4 separate regions of the Mus musculus genome follow, and regions 2, 3 and 4 are each linked to region 1. Evidence: chromatin contacts called from public Hi-C and promoter capture Hi-C data. All regions are on one chromosome and are shown on one strand. The core of a region is the stretch at or near the end of the contact, and the rest is flanking DNA. Distances in the headings are between cores, read along the strand shown.

What was found. Promoter capture Hi-C pulls out the DNA fragments that hold promoters and counts their contacts. Hi-C and Micro-C count contacts between places; a contact is called where the count stands out from the background.
Region 2: a contact with region 1 is called in a promoter capture Hi-C map of pre-B cells. The contact joins the promoter of Slc2a1 here to the promoter of Stil in region 1. A contact is called at or near these places in 1 of 39 promoter capture datasets (pre-B cells) and 1 of 484 Hi-C or Micro-C datasets (CD4 T cells).
Region 3: a contact with region 1 is called in a promoter capture Hi-C map of cranial neural crest. The contact joins the promoter of Bend5 here to the promoter of Stil in region 1. A contact is called at or near these places in 2 of 39 promoter capture datasets (cranial neural crest and pre-B cells).
Region 4: a contact with region 1 is called in a Hi-C map of muscle stem cells, with 3 times the contacts expected there. The contact joins the promoter of Cdc20 here to the promoter of Stil in region 1. A contact is called at or near these places in 1 of 39 promoter capture datasets (pre-B cells) and 3 of 484 Hi-C or Micro-C datasets (B cells, CD4 T cells and muscle stem cells).

Annotation. Positions count from the first base shown.
Region 1 is chr4:114,996,371-115,003,419 of GRCm38.p6, forward strand. Stil (Scl/Tal1 interrupting locus) reads left to right here and starts at 3,748. Exons shown (of 17, transcript NM_009185.3): 1 at 3,748-3,977; 2 at 6,478-6,562. The coding sequence starts at 6,552.
Region 2 is chr4:119,104,486-119,111,534 of GRCm38.p6, forward strand. Slc2a1 (solute carrier family 2 (facilitated glucose transporter), member 1) reads left to right here and starts at 4,260. Exons shown (of 10, transcript NM_011400.3): 1 at 4,260-4,487. The coding sequence starts at 4,470. It overlaps Gm52706 (a long non-coding RNA gene), which reads right to left and starts at 4,264. Exons shown (of 2, transcript XR_003955269.1): 1 at 3,292-4,264.
Region 3 is chr4:111,411,068-111,418,116 of GRCm38.p6, forward strand. Bend5 (BEN domain containing 5) reads left to right here and starts at 3,939. Exons shown (of 6, transcript NM_026279.3): 1 at 3,939-4,333. The coding sequence starts at 4,108. The region is part of intron 6 of Agbl4 (ATP/GTP binding protein-like 4); the gene reads left to right.
Region 4 is chr4:118,434,799-118,441,847 of GRCm38.p6, forward strand. It overlaps Cdc20 (cell division cycle 20), which reads right to left and starts at 2,545. Exons shown (of 10, transcript NM_023223.2): 1 at 2,143-2,545; 2 at 1,896-2,044; 3 at 1,712-1,808; 4 at 1,462-1,590; 5 at 1,171-1,367; 6 at 979-1,073; 7 at 675-903; 8 at 1-78. The coding sequence starts at 2,323.

The DNA.
Region 1 (7,049 bases), core at 2,498-4,997:
TAATTAGTATAATTGTACATTGTATAATTGTAACACTTATATATTGTACCACTAAACTATATACACAGCCCCAAATAATACTTTTTTTTTTTTAAGTATGATACAGTTGAAATGGTTCTCTGTGAAACAAATAAGAGCAAGACAGCAGTCTTTCTCTGTAAAGGTCAGTAGCCACAGAAACTCCAGTGTCTTGGTGTACAATATATATTTAAATAAGGATCAAAGAATCGCACAGTATGAAGTCAGTCTATTTAATCTGGCAGGCAATCCAGCAATAATTCATACTGGGTTTGGATAATTACCTCTTATTACCTAGCCTGTAAAACAGTACTTTCCTTGTTTTATGCTTGCCACATCATTTAAACTTATGATCACTTAACACAAAGTTCAGTGTGTAACAGGTCCTTGGTAGCATTTGTAGTTCTTATTTCTATAATGAAATAAAGTATAATCTTTAGCCTTTTGTGACTTAACAAATCAGTTCCCCTAATCTCTTCAAATATGGGATCATGGTGTTCCTTTATTAGTAATGTTAACTTTAGAATACCTAGTGCAGCAATATTTGACTGCCTTTTAATAAACTGACACACTCTCATTCATAACAGTGTACAATATGTAGATAAGGAAAATGAATTTCAGGAGACTAAATGGCACCATTGGGCTGGTTGCATTTAACATTACTCAAAGAAAATATTTAAAGATACCCGGAAATACAAGCTTTCTTAAAAATAAATCGTCTTTCCAATTTTAAAATAAAGCCATTAAAATTTTCATTTTTCAGAAGCCTTTTATTGGGTCTCATGTTGCAACACTAGGGGGCAGCACAGAAGAGTACTTCCTGCCAGCTTAAAAAAGTGAGGTAATAGCCTGGTTTTATAGCAAGGAGGACTATGTAGATGTGGCATGCAAATGAAGAATTGTATTTGCACCAGTCACAGCAGTATTTCTAGTCCCATCAGTCACAGGCCTCGTTTTGCACCAAAATAAGCTTTCTGCTGAGCCATAGGAGAAATGCCTATCCATATGACCTAGGTGAGCCAGGTCCTCTGGTGTTCTCTGAGGCTCATCTTAAATGGTATCCCCCAGAAATAGTGAAGGTTCTCGGGTGCAGTCGTGCTGGAGAAAAACTGTGAAGTGTTGTGCAGTGGCAGTAAAGAATCTACAGGTGGGCCATTTGGGCATGATGGAATATCCTGTAACCCACTCTACTCAGGAGCCTGGGAGCCTCTCTACTAAGGAGCCTCTGTACTCAGGAGACTGCAAGTTCCTGGCCAACCTAAGGACTTTACTAAGACCTTGACTCTGAAGAAAAAATGGGCTGGAGAGATGGCTCAGCAGTTAAGAATGCTCTTGGAGAGGTCCTGAATTCAATTACCAGCAACCACATGATGGCTCACAACCATCTGAAATGGAACCCTATGCCCTCTTCTGGTGTGTCCGAAGACAGCTACAGTGTACATGTATACATAAAATAAATACTTCTTTAAAAAAAAAAAAAGGAGGAGTTTGGGGGCAGAGGATGTAGCTCAGAGCACTTACTTCCTTAACATGCCAATCACAATACTGCAAAGAAAACTAACTAAAAAGAACACCCGGGTTGTCTTCAGGGCAGTCATCTTGTTTGCCAAGGGCAACCATTTTCCATTTTGATATAAAGTAATTATGCACCAGAGCAGGGGATGTAGCTTAGCTAGCAAGATTTTTTTTTTTTTTTTTTTTTTTTTTGGTTTTTTTCAAGACAGAGTTTCTCTGTATAGCCCTGGATGTCCTGGAAGTCACTCTATAGACCAGCCTGGCCTCGAACTCAGAAATCTGCCTCCCGAGTGCTGGGATTAAAGGTGTGCGCCACCACACCCAGTTTTTTTTTTTTTTTAGTAGTTTTTTTTTGTTTTGTTTTTTGGCTAGCAGGATTCTTATACAACATGCACAATAGTTATGGGTTCAAGCCTCAGAATGGCATAAACCAGGTGTGGGGCCCACCCCTATAATCCCAACACTTGAAGGGCATAGGTAGAAAGATCTGGGTCATCCTTACTTCCATAGTTCAAGATCAACATGGACTGTATGAGACCCTGTCTCAAAACACACAAGTATTTATGCATAACATTACATATACATCCTGCTTAGAAGTCCAGTGCCAATAAAATGTTTAATTCACCATTTGCTGACACTTGAGTTCTCATGATGCTTCAGCTTCTCCGATGTTTCCTCTTGTTTTTCCTGATTTTTTTTTTTTTTTCTAAGACAGGGATCTCCAAGACAGCCTTGGCTGTCCTGGAACTAGCTCTGTAGACCACGGTGGCCTTGAACTCACAGTGGTGGGATTAACGGTGTGCACTACCACAAGCACTGGGTTTCATAACCTTTTAAGATTTATTTATGGGCTATGCATGTGTGGCAGCCAGGGATGGGTGTGCCCAAGGAGGCCAGAAGACAACTGTGATCTATCTAACCAGGATGCCGGCAACCAAGATGATCTGCAAGATCAGCAAGTGCTCTTAACCACTGAGCTATCTCTACAGCCCCAGATTTTACCTGTTAAAAGTATTTACTTAGTGTGTGGTGCTAGTCACTCAACCCAGGACCCTGCACATGCTGGGGTCCTACACTACTACTTAGCTGCATACTAGCCTCCCAGAACAGTCTCAGATATACAGAAAATAAATGAAGCACACCTCCCACGCACTTTCCTCTTTTTTTTTTTAACATCTTATATAAGTATGTACATTTGTTTCTATTAACCCAACATTGATACATTATTAATTTAAAGTCTTTTATGTATTTAGATTTTTACCTGCCTTTTAAAAAATACACAAAGTTTAATGTAACATGAACTAATCCTAAGAACACGTTTGCTACCTTCCCCTAACACTATAGACGTGCTTCCTTTTTAATTTAAGTCTTTTCTTGTTTTGTTTTAATTACAACGAATGCCTGATCATCTCAAAGATCTCCAACATGGACCTCTGGCAGCACGCACACATAAATCACACACCACAACTGTCCCCAATATCAGCACTGGAAATAAGTATAAATAGCCACCAGTATTTTCTGTTCAACGAGAAGGAATTTCCCAAAATTGGTAAGATCGATCATATTTTAGAAACAACTTAAAGCAAATTTAACCTCCTCTATCTCTGATCATCTAAGGGCTTGAAAACTTTTTTTCTCCTGAGACAGGGTCTCATGCAGACCAAGTTGGTCTTTGATTTGCTTCGTAGCTTAGAAGACCTCTCTGCCTCCACCCACCTCTTCAAAGCTGGGACTAAGGCGGCGCACCACCACACTCGACTCTAGTCTTTTGAGACAGGGTCTCTAAATAATTCCAGCTTGTCTCTAACTCGTGGCGAGCCTCCTGTCTCAGCACCTGCCTCGGAAGAGCGCAGGAATTACAGGGGAGAACCAAGCTTGGCTAAGTGGATCCCAGCAGTCAGACCACAATCTGTGCAGGAAGCACTTCCAGCAAACCAGCCGGGATTTCTTTTTTTAACTGCGCATGCGTTTGGCCAATGCCAGCCAAACCGGAACTTAACCGTTGACCAAATGAAGGTTTAAATCCTCTGAGTAGTGACACAGAGCTGCGATGGCGCCCTCGGTTCTTTAAAGAACCTTGGGATAGGGCGAGCGCTAATCCCAGGCTGGGCTCCGATTGGTCGTCACAGCAGTCTGCAGTTGAGACGTTGCGTGACGACCGTGGTACCGCCCCTGCAGCGGGACTGGCCGGGCTTCTGGCCAATCAGCAGGCGCGGCGCGCCCTTTGGTTCCCTCCAGCGAGCGCTTGCCGCCTCGGTTCCCGCGACCCCAACGTCCCAGAGGCGGGGCCGCAGTCATCTGAGACGCTACCTGGATCCTGACTCTGCGTGCCCAACAAACGGGCCCAACAACCAAACCCTAGCTTGGCGGCGGCCGTGACAACAGCGACGGTGGATCTTTGAGCTCCTGATTCCCCGAGGCGCCCTACGGGCCCGGGAAGCACGGTGAGTAACAAGCGGCCTGTAAGGTCGGAGTTAGCGCGGTGGAACCGATGACCACAGGGCCGCCAGGGGAGAAAGAAGGCGGACCTCACTGCTAAAAAATGGGAAAGAAGTTTACATTGTGACGTGCCTCAGATTGACTTCACTGTAGAAATTTCTTGGAGACTGAAACCCTGATCCTTGCTTTTTTGCATTCTTTCTATCTGACCCAGACTGTGTAAGGAATCTATTACGTGTTTATAGTCCGTGGTCTACAGGAAGTAGACCTATGTCAAAAGTGAGGCGTGGACGTACAGTGTCTGAACACAAAGACAGTGATGTCACCCTGAGAGATTGCACATTCGTGTTGGGGGTTGGATGATAGGATTTAGTAGGAAATTCCAAAGGAAGGGGAGGACAGCCTGTGTAGTCCTATCGACTGCTGATAGTCGAGTTAGGACTGGAGGATGAGTGACCGGGGTTATGGTTGCAGTAATTGGGTAGGACCTTAATATGAAGGGTTTTTATTTTATATATGAAGAAAAGCTATTGACTTTCTAGTCAGGGGAAAAACTTGTACATAAACCCATTTGTGTCTGCACTGGAGGGACTTGTCAGTAAATCTGGCTGGGCTGAGGAGGACAGCTAAGGTGGGAGGCCAGAAAGAACTTTCTATGGGTAAGAGGGAGAAGAGGTGAGGGTGACTTGATGGTCCTCATTTGCTGCACAATGAAGACATTCCCTGAGCAGACTATTTTTGTTAGGTACAGGTTTGTACAGCTTTGGCTCCATTAGCTTTATAAGTAATACTATCAAGATGAGCTAGTTATCAAATCTCATTTGGTGGCTTTCAGATGAGAAAGACCTAATGCATGAAAGGAGAGACAGGCACTTAAGTCATTCCTGTTGGTGAGGAAAACTTATACTTTGTGGGGGTAGAGTTATCAGTGTGATTACTGATACCATGGCAGTCAACTGCTAAAGAAAGGCTTCTTTTAAAACAAGCAAACAAACAAACAAGAAAAACAAGCCTGTATTTCAAGAAGTTTCATATCTCTGGGATAAGTTTTAATTGATCCTTAAAGGTTATATCCAGTAGAACTTTGCTCTCCCAATATTTTTAGCCTTAGACTATATAGAAAAGGTCTCTTCTAAATGACTTACACCTTTGTTAGTAATCCTCTATCTTGAGTCAGATGATTCATTTTTTAAATTTTTCATTAGTGTTTAAAATGTATTTATTGTGTGTTCATGTGTGTGCATGTGCACATGTATGCTGCAGTGTGCATGTGGAGGTCTGAGGATGACTTTCAGGAGTCGGCTCCTTCTGCCAGTAGGTCCTCGGAATCGATCAAACTCAGGCTGTTAGTTTTGACAGCAAGCACTTTTAGCCTCTGAGCCATCTTACGTAAGGCCCTAAGATTGTTATCTATTGTTAGCATTGCTGTTGTGCTATGTATGTGATATGTGCATGTGAGAGCAGAAGTCTGTCCCACTGTGTGCATGTGGAGATCAAAGGACAACGTTCCAGAGTCTGTTCTTTGTTTCCACCTCGAATTCTGAGAACTGAATCATTAGCCTTGCGACAGCAACTACTAAGCCTCTTTGTCTACCTCAGACAAGATTTTTTTTTCTGAAACCGAAACAATGCGTAGAAGATTAAAAAAAATTAAGACTTAAAAAGTACATATGTGCTGGCTGGGCTTGGTAGTGTGCACCTGTATCCCAGCACTTGAAGGGGGGTGAGGAACACATGATCCCCAGAAAGCCCAAACAGGAAACTTCATGATACATTTTTATAAACAACTAAAATGAACATATGCATCAACAGACTGGCTCTTGTGACAATGAACAGGAAGATCTCTGTCCCCACAAACCGACTTGTTTTGGGTTTGGATATAGTCACACTTAACTGGATATTCTCACTAGTGTTTTGTACACCTGTAGTTTCCACCTCTTTTTAGTTTCAAGTCCATATGTCTAATTTCCAACTGGATAGGTTCGTTCAGTACTAATGAACAAAATGTATAACCCTGACAGAAATCACTATGTAGACCAGGCTGGCCTCAAACCTAGAGGTCCATCTACCTGCCTCTACCTGCCTCTGCCAAGTGCTGGGATTAAAGTTCTGTGCCACAAAACCTTGTGTTTAAAAAAAAATGAACGGAAGGAAGAGATTTGGGGAAACAAATGTGCTTCCTAAATGAATAGGTGTATTTGTTGCTAAATTAAATATTGAGGTTACTTTATAGGCTGAATGACTCTGGAGTATAAAAGCAATCAAAATCTGTTAACATCGACTCGTTTATTTTTCTCTGTATTGTACATTGAATATAGGGCCTTACATAAAGTAGGCAAGAATGCTCCATCCTGTGATTTACATGCATTTAATCTTACTAATCTGCTACTTTTCATATAAGCAACTTAATTTTGCCAATTATTTTGTTACTATATGGTTAAGAATGGTCCTCATTTGCTACACAATGTTCTTCTATGCTTAACAATATTTCTTTATTTCTGTAAGGTACTGAGGATTACAAATTGACTAAATCACTCACCAAATATAGAGCCTGTAGTTCCTTCAGCCTGTAATTCCAGATGAATACCAGGTACAGAAATTTTATTTTATTGAGTATATATTTAGATGTTTTGTTATCTATGTGTATGAGTGTTTTGCCTATATGTATGTATTGGCAACATATACATTTCTGGTGCCCAAGAAGGCCAGAAGAAGTATCTGATCCCTCGGAATTGGAGCTATAGTTGGTTGTGAGCTACCTGTAAGTGCCAGGAAATAAATCTGGGTCTTCTGCTAGAGCAGCAAGTACTCTTAATCGTGAGCCATTTATCTCTCCAGGACCCGTTTTAGTTTTTTGAGCCAAAAGCTACATAGCGTGACTGGCCCCACACTCCCTCACTCAGTTCTTCTGCCTCACCCTCCCCGTAGCTAGGATAATAGGCACGTGCCACTGTGCCGGGCTGTGTGTTTAGTTATTTGGTGGATGTCTTGCCGTATTGCTGAGGCTGATCTTAAACAACAAACTCATTTTAATACTTCTTCCTCAGCCTCTCAAGCTTTGGGGCCGCAGGTGTACG
Region 2 (7,049 bases), core at 3,010-5,509, 4.1 Mb after region 1:
CAGGCAAGGGACATTTCCCTAGAACCACATAAAGACTTTAAGAACAAACAGAAGTCCAATATGCATTAGACAAATGCAGAAATTAGAAACATCCACAGCTCTCTATTTTCTCAAACAAAACACATCTGGGGAATCATTAGCCTCATGAAGAAACAGCAACAGGGTCAGGAGTTGGGTGTGGCAAGACAGGTCCTCCTATCCCAAGTAAAGTTCACGGCAGGGGTGGGTGAAGGTGCCCCGGAACCCAGTTGTAAAAATAAATAATAATCTTAATGCAACTTCTCTGTCTAGTGCTGGGAAATCAAATCCAGGCTAAGCAAACCCTCCAACGCTGAGGTTCAATTCCAGTCCTTAATGCCATATTTTTGAGAAATTATAAATAAAAAAATAGGAAGAAAAAGAAAGACAAAGCATCAAAATTTTCAATAAAGATGGGATTAGTTGTTGTGAGCTGCTGAGTCACATCAGCTTGGGGCAAAGAGAGAAGCAGGAGAGCCGCTCATTGGTTCTCCAGCTGCCTCACCCTGATTACCCAGCACCCCCCCCCCCCAACGGAGCCCCTCCCTTCCAGACAGAGCTGTCCTCCAGACTTATGCGCTCAGGAAGGTTTTGCATGTTATGTGCCTGCAAAAACACACTTTTGCATATGACCCTTCGTGTGATGCCTGAGAGGTTTAGCCATGCTGTCATATGCCATGGAAAAATGCTCAAAGCAGGGGGTGGTACTGAGAGACAAAAGGTCATGTCAGGTGGGAAGGTACCTAAGAAATGGGAGTGAAGAGCAGGTGAGGGAGGCCCATAGTCCTTTGGAAGGGCAGAAGCCACGGGTTGGCTGGACATTGGATAATGAGGGCGAGGAGTCCAACAGTTTGGAAGTACCACCTTTGGGACACTTGGGAGACTAGGGATGCAATGACGAGTATAGATTTAAGCACGGTGATTGTGAGCACCTGTGGGACACCCAGAACATTGTCCTTGGGGGCAGTTAGCCAATCGTGGCGCTCAGGACACAGTGGAAGAGGGATACTTCTTTCAGCATCCCCCCAGATCATTGGTGGTGGTGGCGCTTGCAGAGGTACCCAAAATGATCAGAAAGGGACACGGATGAGCTGGGAGCAGGTGGTTGGAGCAGGTGTGCAAATCAGAATGAAATACAAAAACACAGAGAACTGTCCTGCCTGGCTCAGCATGCCCTCCTTGAGTCCAGATAACGTATTTTCTTTCCTCGGGAGGATTTGAGTTGCAAAACAGCCTTCGGATTAAGGGCTCCCCCTCTCAGCCCCTGCCTGCGCCCCTTACATCAGCTGCCACTGATTCAGCAAAGCCTTTTCAAGCCCTACCAGGAACACTTGCCTTTAAAGGCAACAGAGCCTTTTCCGGGCTGTCTTACTCACTCTTACTCCGCGTAGCGGCTAGGACCCGCCCGCAAAGCACCGCCCATTTCTAAGGCCCTGGGTCCACAGGCGTGCCGTCTGACACGCATCAGGCAGGCACTCGCCGGAGTCATCCTGTGCACCTGGCCCCTCCCCGTTAAGTCCTGCGAGCACTTTTTCTTCCAGACTGGTAGGGGCTGGCGCAGCTTGAACACAACCCAGGAAGAGCTGGTTCCTTTAAGGGCTGAAGTCACCTCCAGGGAACAAAGCTGCCAGTGTAGGAACAGACTAGCAAGTCTCACCAGGTCTGGGTGGTCGCTGTGAAACCCCTACCCCTTCCCCTTTAGAAGCCTTAGGTAGGGGCGGGTTTGGGTATGCTGAGTTGTCACCAGGTTCTTTTTCTCTGAAACCTTCTATGGCGCCCCATTGCTCATCCAGTAATGAAAGCTCTGGCCTCTACTTAGATGGATGGCATCCAGGGTCTTTATAACTACCTCTTCAACCTCTCCCCCTGCCCCCCCCCATCCGGCGTCCCCCCTCCCTGCTCCCCAGTTTCTAGGAGCCAATAACTACAAGAAGCCAATTCTTCGGGCTTCTGTCCACATCCCTCTCTCAGCGGCACACTATCCTAAGGCTTTGTATCTCGTGGGCTTTCTTTGGTGTTCTCTACAGGGTTAAATTCTGTTTCCAAGGACTCAGTCTCCAAGATAACAGTCCACCTAAGAATCTAACCTCTGATCTAGTGTCCATAGCTCCTGGTAAATTTGCCTCTAAACAGTTGCCTCCAGGGGCTATAAAACATTTACAGAGAGAGGACAGAGAAGTGGAATTCCAAGCAGACAATGGGATCTGTGTCTGGGCAGGTATAGGGAAACTGGGGGAAAGTAACACTATTTCCCTGGCTACTCTGCTTTTTCCATGGTGCCATGGTGCCATGGTACCATGGGACTGGGCTGAAATGCTGACACCAACAATTAGTGCAGAATCTGGTAGCACAAGCCTTTAATCCCAGCATTTGGTAGGAGAGTGGATCTCTGTGAATCTGAAGCCATCCTGGTCTACATAATGAGTTCCAGGGCAGCCAGGGCTCTATAGTGAAACCCTGTCTCAACAAAACAAAGCACAACCAGAAGTATTAGTGTAATTACTTTGAGAAACCCTTATTCAAATCAGGAGGAGACTATTAGACCCATTTTAGAGATGGATGTGGGTTTTGAAGCTGAGAAGAGATGCGTGCAGATGTTTGGCAAGTAAACGGCAGAGCTGGGACTCCAGCATCTGAAGCTTGTGGTTCAGAGGCTATCTAAAGATTCTCCATCTTTTTGAATCATTCTGTCTGCCACCTTTGTATCTAATCTTCTGTCAAGAATGGCCTTCATAATCTAGCCACCTATTGAACTACCTTCCAAACCCTGCTCTGCATCACCTCCCTCTTCCCAAAGAGCCACACATACACACACACACACACACACACACACACTTCTCTCTGGAGACTTACCCTGTATTCATCCTTGATATGGTTTACACTGCCCCTCTCCCTGTCCCTCCAGCTTGGGGACTCCCTGAAGCTAGCAACAGACTCTCATGCTTCTGTCCTAGGGACACTGACTAGCACGGGACCGTCCGTCATAGAGGAGAAAAAAGATGGCTGATTGGTGACTTGTTGGCTGAGATATAGGCATGCAGTTCTATAATGGGGGCGACTGAATTTGTGAACTGGTACCCTAAGAAAGGGCCTGGGAGACCAGGCTTGGGCCTTGTTCCAGCCCTGCATCATATGTATTGAAGGAAAGAAACAGGTCCAGGGTTGGAGAAAGCAAGAGCAGAGGAGGCAGGTCTTGCAGTCAGCAGAAGAAACTCGGGGGGGGGGGGGCAAAGTGGTGATCAGGAGAGAGGAGAAGGGGAACCCCAGACTCACCAGTTCCACATGCTTTACTTTTCAGGGGTCCATGCTCAATTAGGGTGCCCTCCTAGGCCAGCACCTGGCACACAGCTCAGCTTCCTGTCTCTAACAGAAAGTCATTTCTCCCAGATCCCCCCTTCAGGTGAACCTAGATGGGACATGGACTGGAGGGACCACAGAGGCTATTGACTGTCCTACTCACCACTCCAGGAGCTCACCTGTAATTCTCATAGCCCAGGGTTTGATAACAAATCTCATTTTATCCAGGAGAAACCCGCTGCTCATTGGCTGGGAGCTTGCCCAGGACCAGCTAGAGGCGGTTTATAGGTGAGCTGGTTCAATGCCAAGGTGTTCTATGTCCTTAACCATTTAGACACCCAGCCTCTCTGGTCTTCACACTTAGGTGTCACCATAAAGTCAGAAATGGAGGGAGGTGGTGGTTTTACAGCTTAGAGAAGTGGTGGGCATGGTGTCTAGGAGCAAAAGAGGAGCTTGGCCTTGGGCACAGGAACACGGAGCAAGGAGAGAGAATTCAGCTTCGGAGCCAGACCTCCCGTGGTCTCTCTAATGAACTTAATGCCACTTTACACATAACACACGCGGTTGTAAACACCATCCAAATACTAACTCGTTTAATCTTCCTAATAACCCAGGAGGTTGTACTATTATTATGACTAGTCTACCAAAGTTATCCGGCAGCCTAGTGAGGAAGCCAGAGTCCTAGCGCTGGCTTACAGCCCCGCACCAAGCGCTACCATTTTGCTAGTGGCCATTGAGACTCAGAGAGGTGTGCAAACCAGCTCAGAGCCACACAGCGAGCGCCCCCAACGGGTGCCCCGCACACCCTGGGACTGCAGGTTCTAGCATCCAGAGCCAGACTGTGGTCAGTAGCCCTCCGTCCCTCCCCACCTCCCCACAGAACCACGCCTCTCAGAGTCCCGCCCCGGACGTGCTCCCCAGGCCCCGCCCCCTTCGGGCCCACCTACACCCCAGAACCAATGGCGGCGGTCCTATAAAAAGGCAGCTCCGCGCGCTCTCCCCCAAGAGCAGAGGCTTGCTTGTAGAGTGACGATCTGAGCTACGGGGTCTTAAGTGCGTCAGGGCGTGGAGGTCTGGCGGGAGACGCATAGTTACAGCGCGTCCGTTCTCCGTCTCGCAGCCGGCACAGCTAGAGCTTCGAGCGCAGCGCGGCCATGGATCCCAGCAGCAAGGTGAGTAACGGGGCTGGGAGTCCCGGGTAGGGATGTGCTGCCGAGCGCGGGCCGGGGCGCCTGTCCGAGTCCCCGCTTCCTCACGCAGCCGCCGCGCGCTTCACGCGGTCGGGGCGGGGGCCGCGGATCAGGGGCCCAGGCGCCGCACGTCGCGCACGACCTCGGCGGCTCCTCCCGCGCGGGGGAGGGGGCCGGAGCGCGGCGCCCATTGGCTAAAAGAGCCGAGCCCCCGGCCGGGCCCCGGCTAGGAGCGGAGGAGGCGGGACCCGCCCGGAGCCCGCGCCGCGCCCGGAACCCGGGCCATGGGGGTGGCCAGGAGGAGAAGGCACTTCCTCCAGGCCAGGGTCGGGGGCTGACGAGCTCTGAGGACCTCACGATGCGCAGTCCTCCAGGGATGTGGGGCCTTTCCCCGGGGCAAGCTACTGACTGGATAAGATCTCTCTTCACCTGTGATCAGGCTTGCCCTGTATGGGCCGGATTTACGGAACCCCTCCTGGATGTGCGACATTGTTTCTTTCTTGTCCCGCCTTTGCTTTGTGTAGAGTTAGTTCTAGTCCCTTTTAAATTAAAATAAAATTGGATTTTCCCGTCTTAGTATGTAGGAAGGCTCAAGGATGCGCACTTTCACGCCCCCCCCCCTTTACCTGTTTAAAGTTAAGAACAGTGCGAGCATGTGTTAAATCCCTGGCTGCCTTTACTGGGCAGTGGGGGTGTTTTGGTGGAACTCAGGAAAGGAAGCTCCAGTTGACTCCGGATGGTCGTACTGACAGTCTCTGCAGGGCCACAGTGATAGAGATAGAATGTAACTAAGTATAAAGACAAAAAAACAAAACAAAACAAAAACCAACTGAGGCCCGGGAGTCTCTCAGATGCCACTTAAACTCCGAACTTTGGTTTTTCCGCGTAAAACTTTTCTCTCAGACCTAGGTTAATCTCCGTCTTTCAAATTCCTTGGATTTTGCTTTTGTTTCGGAGACATCATCCCCTAGCCCTGTCTGCCCTAGAGTTCATATGTAGACCAGGCTGGCCTCAGACTCACAGAGATCCGCCTGTCTCTGCTTCGCGAAGGCTGTAAGCCCGGGTACCACCACACTCCGCTTGATATTTATTTTTTGAGCTGATAAGATGAATATTCTGAGTAGAGAAGAGGGTAAAAAAAAATCAATGCTCGTTGATCACCTGGCTCATGGCTAAACTGCTTTTTACATGTCGTCCTGTGCTTCCTTACCAGGAACACTAAAGGGAAGTAAGTTTCCTAAAGTCACACAGTTCCTAAGGTCTGGGCTGGTTTCACTAGTGTTTTCTAAATTGTGAGCAGCAGGAAGAGTAAATGCCACCGCAGGCAGGTGGATGGGCGCGCTTACTCTGCTGAGCTTCCCAGACTTTCCCTACTGGCTCCATCTATAGATCAGTCCCTCCTTCCCCATGGTTTATATCTATAGCGATGAATTCATGCACTTGCACTGTTATTTACAACAATAGAATCCCCGCCCCCCCCCTCCCCCCCAGACAGGGTTTCTCTTTGTAGCCCTGGCTGTCCTGGGACTGGCTCTGTAGACCAGACTGGCCTCAAACTCAGACCCGCCTGCCTCTGCCTCCTGAATGCTGGGATTGAAGGCATGGTGCCACTATACCTAGTTTAGGCACATTTTAGTTATCTTGTGTACATTCTTGGGAAAAGCCCTTCCCTTTCTTTGGAGGTGGCTGATTTCCCAATCAAGGCCACAGCCTTTTGTGTTGTATATTAAAACGGAGTTCTGGAGAGTTGTTTAGAGGTCTGGCGAGCCTCTGGTGTACTCTGTAGTAATGAGCTTAGTAATGAAAATAGGGAGGGGCAGGTGGAAGCTCCTGGCTAGCCGGGGCTCACCTCCTCCTGGCCGTCCTGTCTAGGCTCAACCTCTGCAGGCAACATAAAACTACTTAAAAATCACAGGGTTCTTCAGGATACGGTAGTAGAAGATCATAAGTATCTGAGATTCATAGTGAGGTTTTGAATTTTCACTTAGCTGGGTTGCTTCATCTGCAGAATGGCAGCAGTCCTAATCATTAGACGGTAGGAATTTAGTCTGGAAAAGCCTAGAGAGATGGCTGAATGGTAAAGGCACTTGACAGCCATGCATGAAGATCTTTGTTCATTCCTGGGACTCACTAGGTAGAAGGTGAGAACTGATTCCTGCAAGTTGTCCTCTGACCACCATGTGCACACTAGCGTGTGTCTCTCCCCATTCTACACAAGTAAGTAAGTGAAGGCGGGCATGCTAGCAGATAGATCTCTTGAGTTTGAGGCTGGCCTTGTTTCTATAGTGAGTTTCAGGCTAGTAGCTATGCCATAGTAAGATCCTGTCTTACTATAGTAAGTAGATAGATAGATAGATAGATAGATAGATAGATAGATAGATAGAATTAATTTGGAGAGAATAGACCCAAAGTGTGTCTGCCAGTCCCTATTAGATGTCCCTTGACTTCCCATGCCACGCTGGGCCCTGAATAAACGTCAGCAACCTTCAACCTCCGCTGAAAGCTACCTCTGAGCGTAGCGGCATGTGCTTTTGGAGGGTCAGG
Region 3 (7,049 bases), core at 2,689-5,188, 3.6 Mb before region 1:
CGTACTTACCTCCCCTCCAGTTTCCCTCCATACAGTTTCTGGAGCCAACTCTCTACCATGAAAATATGACCACCAGCCTTCCAGGCTCCCCAGAGCCAAACTGCTTTGCCAGTAAGTTCGATTTCTGAACTCTGTCTGGGAGTGTATGGCAAGTCTTTAGCAATTCAGTGTGCGATTGGCCGAGTATGCACAGTGCTTGGTGTGCATGGCTTCTAGGAAGCATCAGAGGACACAGGGAGCACCCAGCCGGCATCTCAGAAACCGATTGTGTGAGGAAGGACAGGTGAAGGAAGTGATGATGTCTGGAGAGAGGAAAGACAAAATCCTAAGTTTTCCACATCTGAAAAGCTGGGGTGATCATAGCATGGCAACTACAATATAAAAGAATCTGGCTCAGCACAGGAAGCCTTTAACATTTAAGAGTACCCTAAAGTTAAGGTGTGGTAGCAAACTTCCTATCACTGGATCGAAGTGACCTTTTGGTAGGGCTGTCGAGGAGGCAATTCAACTATAATTTGTGTGGGCTTGATGTTTTAAATTGTTCCTTTGAGTTTTGTGTGTGTGTGTGGTGTATTTTGTGTATTTTGCCTACGTGTATGGCTGTAAACCATACATAAGCAGTGCCTAAGGAGGCTACTCAGCCCACTGTTTGCCAATCCTTCTCCAGAACCCATTCTGCAGACCTACAAGGCAACACAGAAAGTATTTAACTGTTGGTGTCCATTTTCATCATCTGACTTTTTTCTTCTCTTGAGGTTCTTGGGAAATAGAACTGCTACTGTGTAGCAGTTCACATAGACAACATTGGTAGCTAAGGTGAGGGTGTTGGTATTTAATGTGTCTGTCTGTCTTCAGTGTGGGATCAGGGTATTCCTATTGGATTCATGGGAAAGACAGAACTGGATTCAGTTCCAACTCTGAAAAGAACAAATGGGCTTTCAAGAAAACCTTGTAAGAGGCTTGCTCTGGTCTCTTGTTGTCTTTAATATGTTTTTACCCAAGAGTCTAATTCACAGCCCTGCACCATGTATCTGGGCTGCTGAAATTACTAGCTTTGATTTGCACTCAACTCTGATTCTAGCTGAGGAGGGATAGAAAGACAGCCTGTGACCCCAGAATCTGGCTGGAATTCTTTACCAGCAGAAAAATAAAAATTTCAGCACAATTAACAATTGTTTAAGGCCTTTCTCCCTTCCCAGCTATATACATAATTTTCTAGGACCAGAAAACCTATGCACAGGGAAAGGATATGTACTAACTAAACTCCTTGTGCAACCCCAGTGGCTTCTGGTGTTACTTTATCAGATTATAATTCCATCCAGGGCATCTCCAGAGCATTTCTATAATTTCATTATCATGATAGAGACAAGAAAAAAAAAGAAGAAGAAGAAGAAACGGTTTCTTAGCAACCTTTTGAGATATAATTCGTATTAAAAAAATAAAAAACTGGTAGACATGGCTGATGCTAAAACAATTGAAACTCCCTTGAGTAAACCCTACCTCCATCTGAGTATTTGTTACTTTTTGTGATTGTCTTGCAGAGGAGCACACACCCAAGCCCTTGGGTGAGTCTTACTTCCTTCCCCTGAGCACCTCTTTCTCTCTTAACCCTTGTACTTAAGCCTACATTAAAACATCTTTAATAAAACAGACCACTCTGCTTCATAGTGCTAAAATCATTTCAGCATAGAAGCCACAAATCCCAGTTTGGCCAGACCTGAGATCCTTAAAGTGTTTGAGGGACTCCTCGGTTTGTGAGGGTGAAAGTATAGAGCAGTGTCACAGTTCTCTGACCTCTGACACAGTGAGGAAATCAACCATGCTGGGATAAAATTGGAAGGTGCCTGGTTGGTTCTTGAACAGTGTAGGGAACTGGGGAAAGAGAAGGCATTTGACTTGGTTTTCAGGGATAGCTGAGGTGGCCATGCACTCAGTAAAGAAGAACTTCCTAGGATGAGGGTAAGAAGCCAGCACAAGGCTGTGGTCATGCTAGGTTGGGAAATGCTAAATAATTGATGCAGACTCTGGAGTGGGCTGTGTCCAGGAAAGTGATGAAAAATGAAATTGATATTTTGGGGTGACCCTCACTTAGATGCAGAGATGTGCTAGAGTGCTACCTGAAGTTATTTTTGAAAATGTGGTCTGCAGTCTCATGGATTGTCATTAAATATGGCCAACTTTGCATGCCTCATCTTATGAGCTACCAGAATCTTACTTCTCATTAAATTCCCTTGACCACCAAAGTGATGTATTTCTAAAATAATCCATAGTCAAAAATAAATAATAATCAGGGGAACATATTTTCCAGAACACCTCAGAGTCATCGGATAAGTGAGGATGAAATTATTCATCAGGATGGCTTGAAGACCTATTCAGTTGACTGGATATAACCAATGGATTGCTTTAAGGGAACTTTATCTGACCTGCTACTCAGGCTTTGAGAGCTGTGTGGAGTTCAACAGTATAAAGTACTCCTCAAATCACAATGAAGTGAATTTGGGAGTTTGGCTTTATCTCTATCATGAGTATAGCTGATTTGGAATGTGAGCACAGTGCCTAAAGTTTAAAATGGTTAAATGCCTTTTATTATTATTGTGAGGACTAGCAACAAGAATGTGTGTATGTGGAATATGAGCATAAAGAGTACAAGAGAAAACAAAATCTCTCACCTATGCAAGAAACTCAGAATCATAATAAACATTTCAGTGCACTTGTTTTGTTACAGGTTAAATTTATTTAAATGAGTTTTTAAAAACATAGCATTTCGTTAAATCTACCACCTCCTTTATGCATGCCTTTATGAGAATACTTTTCTCACTATAACCTCATTATTAAGCTTTCTTAATGCTCTCAGACTAGAATGAAAGATTACAAGTAGCAGAAAAAATGGGTTATTCAGACAGTAATTTAATATTGACATAGGATCCAACTGAGATTCAAGTTCTAATACTTTAGTAAATACTACAAGGTCCTAGGTATCTATTCTTTCTATAGACCACCAAGCCTACAATATAACATGGAGTGTGTGCTCAGAAAAATATTAGTTACTTGAATAAAAGAATAAGTGGAAGAATGGATGTATGTGAAATTCTGTTTATCCTTCCCCCAAAATTCACCAATCTCTCTCTGACAAATACCCTGGTATTGAGCTAGACAATTGGAATATAAATAGCTCAGTTTCCCTGTAAGCATACAATACAGAACAAGTACAACTCTCAGCCTTCTTTCTCTGGAAGGTGTGGTTTGTCTGCAGGAACCAACCTTTCCAGGTTCTCATCTGTGATTTTGGAAACAGAGAAGGGACTGCTGTTCTGCCCAGTTTGGCTCCTGAACTCAACTGACTCCAGAAAGTCCGGCCTCTGCTCTGGCTCCCTAGAGCCCTCCATCCTTGTTTCATTCCAACTGTTCCAGCCCAGAATCAACAAGTAGTGGAGGCGATTCCTCAATGGAGAAAGACCACAGGGAAGAGGGGTGCCGCTGCTCCCTTAGGATAAAAACAGCCCTGGTCTAACCCTCTGGTATCCCAGCAGCTGGTTCAACTGGAAACCTCAGATTACTCTAGTTCTGGCCAAAAACTGGTTTGGCAGCTCTAGGGGAATGTTTCTGGCTCACTGACCCTCACAGCAGGTGCTGGCAATTTTGCAAAAGAAAGAGAAAAGGGGGAAATGGGTTTGGAGGGTGGACTGAAGGAACGGAGGCGCTTAGCTAAATTCGAAACACTAAACTATTGAATCCGCCCGAAAGCGACTTTTAGCAGCGCTCCTCCTATCCTCTAACGCTACTATCATATATGCTCTTTCCCCACCTTACTGCAATCGCACTCCGGCTGTGATTGCTCGGGTCTGACTTCGCAAGTGGCGGTGTGCTTCAAAACCCCCTCATCCGCCCCTCGCCCGGCTCTCTCCACTCCCCTCCCTTTTCCGCGCCCAGGCGAGAGCAGCCGATTGGCAGAGCGGGGCTTTCAGGAACAATAACAGTGGGGGGAGCCGGGGCCCCGGGGAGCCTCCCCGCCCCCGGCCCGGCTGCGGCTCACGCCCCTCTAGGGGTCCCCACCTCCGCACCGCCCCACGGGCTGACCGGCGCCCGGGCCCGCCCCCGGCGCCCACCATGTACGCCTTTGTGCGGTTCCTGGAGGACAACGTCTGCTACGCGCTGCCCGTGTCGTGCGTGCGCGACTTCAGTCCCCGCTCGCGACTGGATTTTGACAACCAGAAGGTGTACGCGGTGTACCGGGGCCCGGAGGAGCTGGGCGCCGAGCCCGAGAGTCCCCCGCGTGCCCCTCGGGACTGGGGCGCGCTGTTGCTCCACAAGGCCCAGATCCTGGCGCTGGCAGGTGAGCGAGCGGGCCGGGAGGGGCGTTGGGACCGGGCGGACCTGGGGCTGGTTCCGGGAGAGGCCGGGCGGCTGGGGCCAGGGAGCCACCGCTTGCTCTTGCCTCCCGTTCCGACTCCTTGGGCTTTCTTTTGGGTACCAGGTGTCTCTAAGAGGCCAAACCAGTTAAAAAGACCTGAGGGTCCCCTTTGTCTTCCTTGCTTCTCTGACACTCCTGCGCCTTGCTGTCAGTCAGCTTTCTCTACTCTGCTCTCTTCTTTCTGACTCTTTTGTATTCCCCTTGGCTCTTCATTTTCTGCTTCTCTAGCTGCCTACTCTAGCTGTCATCTCTCCCATCTCTCACCTTCACCTCTCTCAGTTACTTCCCTCTGTGTTGCTTTCCATCTTAAGTTTCGAAAACTGTACCTCCCTCTCTCCCTTTAAGGCCCTTGGCGTCTCCTTGGAGCAAGAAGCAGTGTTAGGTCCTTTTGATGGGGGCCCTTTTTCACAGAAGGAATCTCTGACACTGTTCCATCTGGGCCATCATTAGGACAAGGAGACCAAACCTCAGTGTACTGCCCAAGGGGCACAGGTGAGGAGGTGAAGGGCCTTAGGTAGCCTCATCTCCACCCCACTTTATGCATCTCCCAGAAGGCTCCTTGAGAGAAAGATGGTACAAACAGTTTCTAGTTCAGGTGAGGGCCTGACCTCCTAACTCTGATCACACCTGGGGGTGGGGAAGAGGGAAAGGAGACAGGCTGACAGGCAGGCAGGTGGTCTCTTGGTTAATGGGTAAAGATAGATTCAGTTTGTTAACAGGACAAGCCTTTCGGCCTCCTGTACTATGCTGTATCACGCTGAGACATAGGTTCCTCTTCAAGCAGAAACATTTGGCCTTCTTTCTGATCCACTTGTAGAAGGCTTGGGTGCACACCAAGTGGGGAAAAGGAAGTTACCACTTCAAGGCTGGAGAGCAGAGATGTAGCTGCTGCTGGTAAGAGTGCTGCCTTTGATTGAGTAGGCAGAGACTGTCACCTTCCACCTGGAAGACAACCCGGAGATTAGGAGCTGAATGAAGACATTGCAAAGATTTCATGGTTTTGACACTTTTCCTACTTTTTCCAGGGACCTATGTTTCCTCTCCTTTAGCCTAAAAATGAACCTAGCATGAATCAAAGTGACTTGTCCAAGATCCCTGGACAAGCTGTCAGTGTATCTCAGCCTGGTGACTGATTCCTTTTTAATAAATACCTCTAGAAAGTAGGCTTACTAGAATAAAGGGCCAAAAGATTTGGAATAGATCAACACCACATGGTCCTCTTTTTGAAAGGTTAAGTACTTATCACCTCCTAGACAGGTCCTGGAGGCACAGGGCTGTAAGTCCACTTACCACCAGACACTCTGGTCCAAGAGAAAAGAATGAGCGAGGGGGGATAGGTTTAGAACGGAAGTCTTTGTGGCTGATTAGGTTTTATTTTGTTAGCGTGCTTTCCTTTAATTATCTAGGAAGGGATTAGGAACTTATTCAGCAAGAGGATAAGCCTGAGGAAATGTTAACTAGATGGAATGTTAACTGTTTGCTACAAGAAAATCGAGGGTGTTTCTTGATGATCCAGACTCACGGAGATCCAGAGAGTAGATAGGATGGGTGTCAGGAGGCAGTGGCTAAAGACTCTTTTAGAGATTGTCGGTCTCCCTGTCTATCCACTCAGGCATCCATTTCTCCATTCCTTCAGGGAGTGTAGGCACATGGTACTCTTCAAGAAGTACAGGGAGCCTAGCTAGACAGATGGCAGCCTGCACTGACTCTTCTTGTAAAATCAATACAAGTTGCAATGAGTTATTAAAATACATACATACGTACGTAGGTACATACATAGGAAACCTAGGCAGCTTCTAGAAACTTAGCAGAGTAGATGTAGAGATGAGTGGTAGCAGTTTCAGTTTCAACAAAAGGAGTGCTTCTTCTCATCTCCAGTTTTGTTTTTTGTCTTTTCAAGACAGGGTTTCTCTGTGTAGACTTGGCTGCCCTAAAACTCCATAGATCAGGCTAGTCTTGAACTCAGAAAGATTGAGTGTGTGGCAGGAAGGTGTAGAGACTTTGGCAACTTGAGGTTGGCTGGATTCCATTTTTTTCCAGTAAGCTGGTAAATTTATAAATTGGAACTGTTGTTCTTGGTGTAGACCTGATTGGAAGGGCCAGTGTAAATCCAGAAATTCGTCTATCCTGGAAGGACTCTCTCCCGTGTGTGTTGAGCTTGGTGGCTTTGAGGCTTGCTTGAAGTGACTTCACTTGAAAACTCACCTGACCTCTGCAAAGACCTGTCTGTTGTCTAACTACAGTCAGCCTTCTTGTGGACTTACGGACTCAAAACTGGAACCCATGGGCTCTTAAGATCTGGTAATCCATGGGAGCAGAGTTGTGCTGTGCCACCGAGTTTATGAGGAATTAGTTCCTCAAGAGGAAGGCAGAGGTGGCTTTGTGTCTGTGGACTGCTCCTGGTTAATTAATTAGTTGTGACCTCAGTAGCATAGTTCCAGAGGAAGCCTTAGAACTGCTTTGTGGCTTTCGGTGATATATGTTAGCGTCACCTTGTATCTGCCCAAGCCAATCTCTGTAGCTGCCTCAAAGTGTTCCTTTTCATAAATCTAGGAAATGCCCAGCCAGCTGCTATGGCACTTTGTACTTTACCATCTACAATAGCTTATGCCATGGCTTCGGTGTGTCAAACTCTAGT
Region 4 (7,049 bases), core at 1,295-3,794, 3.4 Mb after region 1:
CCAAATGCGAATGTGCCGGTCACTGGTTCCTCCTCCTGTTGCCAGGATATTGGACTGCCAGGGACACCATGCCACAGCCTGGGTGGAATGGATAAAGGCTGGGTCAGGTCAACAGAGAGGCAGAAGCAGCCCTACGTGTAAAAGAACTGAGCTTTTCCATGCCCTCCTTTCCCTTGAAATGGCACAGAAACCTGGAATATGTATTAAAGAGCTTCTTGCACTATAGCTGGGCAGGGTTCTCATCTATTCTAACCCAGCTCTGATGCCTAACACCCAGCACCTGCCCTGTAACCTGACATCTCCGTCTCGCCCTGGCTGCTCCTCCTCCACCATCTCCTGGAGACTCCCTCCTGGTGACCTCACCTCTTTTCCCACCCATCTTAAACTCTCCTCCCCAGCTACAGGTTGATCAGCTCTTTATTAGCCAATCAGAGGTGATAACAATTTTCAAACAACTCCAAGACAGGAGCTGCTTCAATAATCGTGACGATGCTGGAAGGCACCCAGCTCTCTGGGCACAGTAGTCATCATCTATTATGAATACTCAGTGGACAAAACCATCTCTCAACTCTAAGTGTCACAATTAAACTCAACCCCGCCTTGTCCTCTCCTCTTAGTAGTCCCTCGTTTATAGCTGAGTGTCTGTAAAGACCTCAGCTCAAATGCTTTCTCACCTTGACAGCGCCTTGATGTTGAGTGAATGTTTGCAGGGGAGCCCATCCACTTTCTCCAGGACCACTAGGCCACACGTTGACAATGTTATCATTGCCACCACTTGCCAGATGTCGTCCATCTGGGGCCCAGCGAAGCCCACATACTTCCTGGCTATGGCCACTCAGTGTGGCCACATGGTGTTCTGCTACCCGAACATCATGGTGGTGGATGTGGCCAGACCGTGAACCACTGAGAGAAGAAGAGATTTAGTTCCGGATGGCAGAAACCGGAAAGGTTCTGCTATAGACTGGGAAAAACACCGACCTGGATAGGATATAGCTGTTCCAACTGAGGGAGCTTACTCGAGCGGAGTGACTGGTCATGTTTCGAAGTCGTTTCTGCTGCTGCACATCCCAGAGCTGCAGAGGAATGACCACAGGGTCACAGATGTAAGGTGGGCAAGCTCCCCCCTGAGCCCAGTGACCACAGAGCCACAATACAGGCAACCAGGCTCACCTGGACCTCAGCATTGCTGGTGCCTACAGCTAGGTAGTTGCCCTCCTTGATCCAGGCCACCGAGGATATGTAGTCTCCAGGCTGCTCCATTTGCAACAACTGCAGGATGTCACCAGAACCAGCGTTCCATAAGTACACACTGTTGTCCAGTGCCACAGCCAATACATTTCCAGAGCTCCAATCTACAAGATTCAGGTCTGCCAGGGGAAGGAAGAAAACATGAGGTCCTTTGTTGGACTGGTCCATTCCTAGGCCATCTTTCTCCATCCGCAAAGACAACAGTGCACTCACAGTAGTCATTCCGGATTTCGGGGGCATCAAGGATCCTGTCTGGCAGAGAAGGGATGTATCTGCAAGTCTTCCTGCTGGAGCCAGGCGTGGCTTTCTGACTGTACAGTACTTTCAGTCTGTTCTGGTAGCCTGTGGCAAGAGAGTGGGTCTAGACTTGGAAACTGATACCCATCCACATGTGGAAAAGCAGCCACATGTCTCCCCTTAGGAAGGACTGACACCAGCCTCGATGATGTCACTCACTCCTTACCTTCTGGGGCATTCTGAGGTTTGCCGCTGAGCCTGAGGATCTTGGCTTCCTCCACATCAAAACCGTTCAGGTTGAGAGACCAGGCTTTCTGATGCTCCTGAAATACACGGCAAGTGAGGGGAGGAAGACCGGTATCAGCCAGGGGACAGACACCTCAAGTCTCATGACCCCTGTGGAATCATACCTTTTTGGTGGGCGTCCCCCTGTCTTCCGGCTGGTTTTCCTTGCTTAAGAGGAAGCTGGCCACCTCCATTTGAGAAGCACTGCGTTGGGGGATAAAGCGGTCACCTCCAGGTTTGCTAGGGGTGGTCTGAACCTTGGAACTAGATTTGCCTGGGGGCAGGGAGAGAGAAGTCAGACAGCCTGACGAGGCTCCCGGAGGGAGCATGAAGACGGACTCTCAGCGATTCCAGCTCCCTCCACCCACTCACCAGGAGTTCGGCCCGGGGTCCGCCCGGCGCTGTGTGATCTGTTGGCGGCCCGCATGGGCGAGGGGGCTGGGCCTGTGGCTTCCTTTGCTTTGCGCTGCCAGCGCGCAACCGGGGCATTGGGGATGGGTGCGTCCAGTTGAAGCAGTGAGTGCAAATCGCTCTCGAACACGAACTGCGCCATGGCACCGCTACCGGGGCGAAAGGCGACCAAGCGCGATCCTCGCCGGGCTCCTGGGCTCCGCCTGCCACAGCTCGCAGCAGCCCGGTCCCTCTCCGTACTCAGCTCTCCCGAACACAAACCCCCAGCTCCTCGCAGCGCGTCAGTGCGCCTGCCGAACGCGTTCTTTTCCAGACAAGCTAAGGACACGCCGGACTGTTGTTCTTAAACTCTCCGCTGCTAGCGTTCATTGGCTCCTTCAAAACCCAACTGTCTTAACCGTCGCCCTTGCCGATTGGTCGCTACACTGAAGAGGGCCGGGTCTTCCGGGAGCAAATCTCACGAGAGTGCGACGACCAAGCATTTGGAAGGAAATCCCGAACCCATCTCTGGGAGCCTTCGTCCCTGCCCGAATCGGAGCCCGAATCGGAACACGGGGGCGGGTCCCGCACAGTTAGTCCTCGGGATCCGCTCTCTGCCGGCCATCTCTCTGGGTTGGGCCCGGCAGTTAGAGCATCTGGGAATCTTTGAAAGGTCACATCGAAGCCTGTGGGTGGTACTTAGGTCACACGTTCACACATACACACATTCTCTCTCTCTCTCTCTCTCTCTCTCTCTCTCTCTCTCTCTCTCTCTCTCTCTCTCTCTCTCTCACACACACACACACACACAGAGAGAGAGAGAGAGAGAGAGAGAGAGAGAGAGAGAGAGAGAGAGAGAGAGAGAAACTCAACCTCAACCCGGAGGACCCAGTTGGTTAGAGACGGTGGGGAGGTGGCAGTCTGAATGGGGAGGGCGCCTGAAACCCTGCTAGGAAGGAAGTATGCGGACCAGTGTGGGGTTCTGCAAACACAAAGTGAGAGGAAGGGGTGTGTGTGTCAAAACAATGATCAGAATTCCAGCCTTTCGTCGTGAAGATTAGGTTAGGCTGTTCTTGGGGACATCACATCCTGTGGAGGACTCCCGTGGGACTTAGGATTCTTCAGAGACCTAGAGATCTCCTTACCCCCGTTGCACATAATCTGCCAGAGCGACACCCATTTTGTTTGTTTCAGACAAGGGTCTCACTATGCAGTCCGGGCTGGCCTGGAATTCACCTTGTAGAAAAAACTGCCCTGGATCTCAGAGATGCGGTGGAATTTAAGGCGTGTGCCACCACGCTGGGCCAAGAACCTGGTTATGCTGATAGAAAAACCAAGGTGCAATACAAGAAATTAGCCCAAGGTCATAAAAAGAGGTTGGTAAGAATCCAGGTCTGGGGCCTGGAGAGATGCCTCAGTTAGAACTTCTTGCTCTTCCACGGGAAGAAAATTTGGTTTTGTCAGGCAGCGCACAACTACCTCTAACTCCAGCTCCAGGGCATCGATGCCCTCTTATGGAACCAGCATACAGATGGCACACAAACACACCCCTCCTCCCCGATAAAAATAAATTATTTTAAAGCGGAAAGGAGGTTAGAAAGATGATGGCTTAGCTGTTATCGCTAGATGCTCTTCCAGATTACCTAGGGTTCAGTTCCCGGCGCCCAATATAGGTATTCAAGATCTATTACTGTAGTCCCAGGGGATCCAGTGCCTTCCCTGGCCTCTGCCAGCATCAGGTGTGCATGAGGTATACAGACATAGATGTAGGCAAAACACATACACACTTTAAAAAAAAAAAAGTGGCCCTTTGATCTCTGCACCCACAGCGCACCTCTTCCTTCTGGTGACAATAAAAAACATTAAAAAAAAAAAAAAAAAGCGCCGGGCGTGGTGGCGCACGCCTTTAATCCCAGCACTTGGGAGGCAGAAGCAGGCGGATTTCTGAGTTCGAGGCCAGCCTGGTCTACAAAGTGAGTTCCAGGACAGCCAGGGCTACACAGAGAAACCCTGTCTCGAAAAAAAAAAATAAATAAATAAATAAATAAATAAATAAATGGCAGACTCTGAATTGGTCAGTCTAAATTCTTTTTTCAAAAAAAAAAAAAAAAAAAAAAAAAAAAAAAAAGCGCCAGGCAGTGGTGGAGCACACCTTTAATCCCAGGACTTGGGAGGCAGAGGTAGGTTGATCTCTGAGTTCGAGGCCAGCCTGGTCTACAAAGTGAGTTCCAGGACAGCCAGGGCTATACAGAGAAACCCTGTCTCGAAAAACCAAAAACAAAAAAAGGAAGGATCTAGGATCTAGGTGACTCCCATTTAGTGCAGGGCTTTAGTGACTTACATGAATATGCACAAAGGTAAAACAACATTAATACAAATAATAATTACTAGTTGATCATCTGCTAACTACTGCATTAAAACAGTTTACGTACATATTTTGGAAACACACTCTCATGTAGCCAGGCTGGCCTTGAACTCCACATAGTTTAGGAAGACCTTGAACTTTTTAAGATTTATTTTATTATTATATGTAAGTACACTATAGTTGTCTTCAGACACTCCAGAAGAGGGAGTCAGATCTTGTTACGGGTGGTTGTGAGCCACCATGTGGTTGCTGGGATTTGAACTCTGGACCTTCGAAAGAGCAGTCAGGTGCTCTTACCCACTGAGCCATCTCACCAGCCCTTCTTTTTCCTTCTTCTTCTTTTTTTTTTTTTTTTTTTTTTTTTTTTTTTTTTTTTTTTTGAGACAAGGTTTTGTGTAGCACTGGTTGTCCTATAACTCACTGTGTAAACCAGGCTGACCTCGAACTCAAATGTGTCTGCCTTCGGAGTGCTGGGATTAAAGGTGTGTGTCACCACATCTGGCAAGTTTACTGATCTCAAGGCAGATAGCAAACTGCCTTAATTTTACGTAATCCCAACACTTGGGAGGCAGTGGCAGGTGGTTCTCTGTGAGTTCCAGGACAGGTAGGGCTATGTAATAGAGGGACCCCGTTTCAAAAAACAAACAGAAAGAAATTGGGTCCGAATGAGGTAAGAGATGTTAACAAAGGCACAGCATTGTAGTCACAGCAATATGCTGCCTAGTAAGGAGTTGGAAGACGCTCAGTCCTTAGCCTAAGATGAACTCTGATGACGGCAGGGTCTTCAGCTGTTAGCCACACTCACTGTAGTTTCTCTGAAACTACACTTGTCTTTCTTCCCTTTCTTTCTTTTTTTTTTTCCTTTTCTTTTTTTTTTTTTTTTTTTTTTTTGGTTTTTTGAGACAGGGTTTCTCTGTATAGCCCTGGCTATATTTCTCTGTATATCCTAGAATTCACTCTGTAGACCAGGCTGGCCTCGAACTCAGAAATTCGCCTGCCTCAGCCTCCTGAGTGCTGGGATTAAAGGTGGGCGCCACCACACCCGGCGTTCTTTCTTCCATTTCCAATTGCCTTGGAAAACTAGAGATTTAATGTTCTCCAATTCCTCAGTGAGTTCCTGAACCTCAGAAAACAGAAAAGGGGAGCCTAATGTTAATGTTATGGAGTTTGGCTTTTATCTGCCAGGAACTGTGGGAACAGTGGAGGTTCCTGTCAAGTGGTTTTCAACTTCTGGACTGAAAGAACTTTTAAGACAGTGCAGCTACAGGAGACATGTGCATTGGAAAGTGTGCATGCCTGAAGCCCAGCAGTCAGCCAGAGGTGGATGTAGAGTCGAGACCTTGCCACTAAAAGAAAAAAGTGAACCTGACAATTAAGATATAACAGAGACAAGGGATCTGGCCACTTGAACATCGAGTCACTGGAGACTTTGGGGAGAGGATAAGGACAATGAGCCCATGGGGTTTGTTTCAAAGGGCGTGCAGAAAGCAAGCCAGATGTGGAGTCTGCGAGCTCACCTGTGAGCCCGGCCTCTGAGCCAAAACAAAATGATGACACTATTCACTTTCATTCTTTATCAAAACATGGCCAGTAATAAATATAAATGACAATATAATAATAGTGATAATAATAATAATAAAGAAAATTTATTTTGGATGGCTGCAGCAAAACACACCGGGTATAAGGCTCCTTACTTCAATTTTTGCACATTCCACCCGGCTCTCAATTATTTCCATACACTGTCTCTTAGCTAGTGGCTCTTCACTGATGACAGTTTCTTCAGCAATGTCTGTTGCTGGTACTATCAATACTTGCTGTCCATCGGGCATCGTCACAATGATGGGCTGACCCATCCCACTGGTTGGTATGGAGGGTAAATTCCCCAGCTGGATTCCATCAAGTACCAAAAGATGGGTGCCCTAGAGAACCGATATACCCATTGCCTCACAATGCTGAGGCTACAAGTGCCAGACCAAAAATGGTAGAGGGTGGTTCTCTTGGAGGTCTCTGAGGGAGAATCCGGTTCATGCTTCTCAGACTCCTGTTGGTTTGATGGTAGTTCTTGGTTTCTGACCATCTTCACTTGGCTTTCTTTCTCCTTCCCCCATCAAGGTCTGAAATCCTCCCTTCCCCCCTAAGAGTACCAACCATAGTGACTCATTTTAACTAATTTTGAATGTAATAACCCTGCTTTAAAAAAAAATCACAGTTGAGGTACTTGAATTTAAGATTTCAAAGTGGGGGCTGGTGAGATGGCTCAGCGGTTAAGAGCACTGACTGCTCTTCCAAAGGTCCTGAGTTCGAATCCCAGCAACCACATGGTGGCTCACAACCATCCATAATGAGATCTGACACCCTCTTCTAGTGTGTCTGAAGACAACTACAGTGTACTTACATATAATAAATAAATCTTTTAAAAAAAAGATTTCAAAGTGGACATTTTGGAGACAGGGGACACAATTTAACAATATCCTCCCATGGAATCCAAACAGAAACAAAGCTCTCAGGAACCCTCTGATACAGA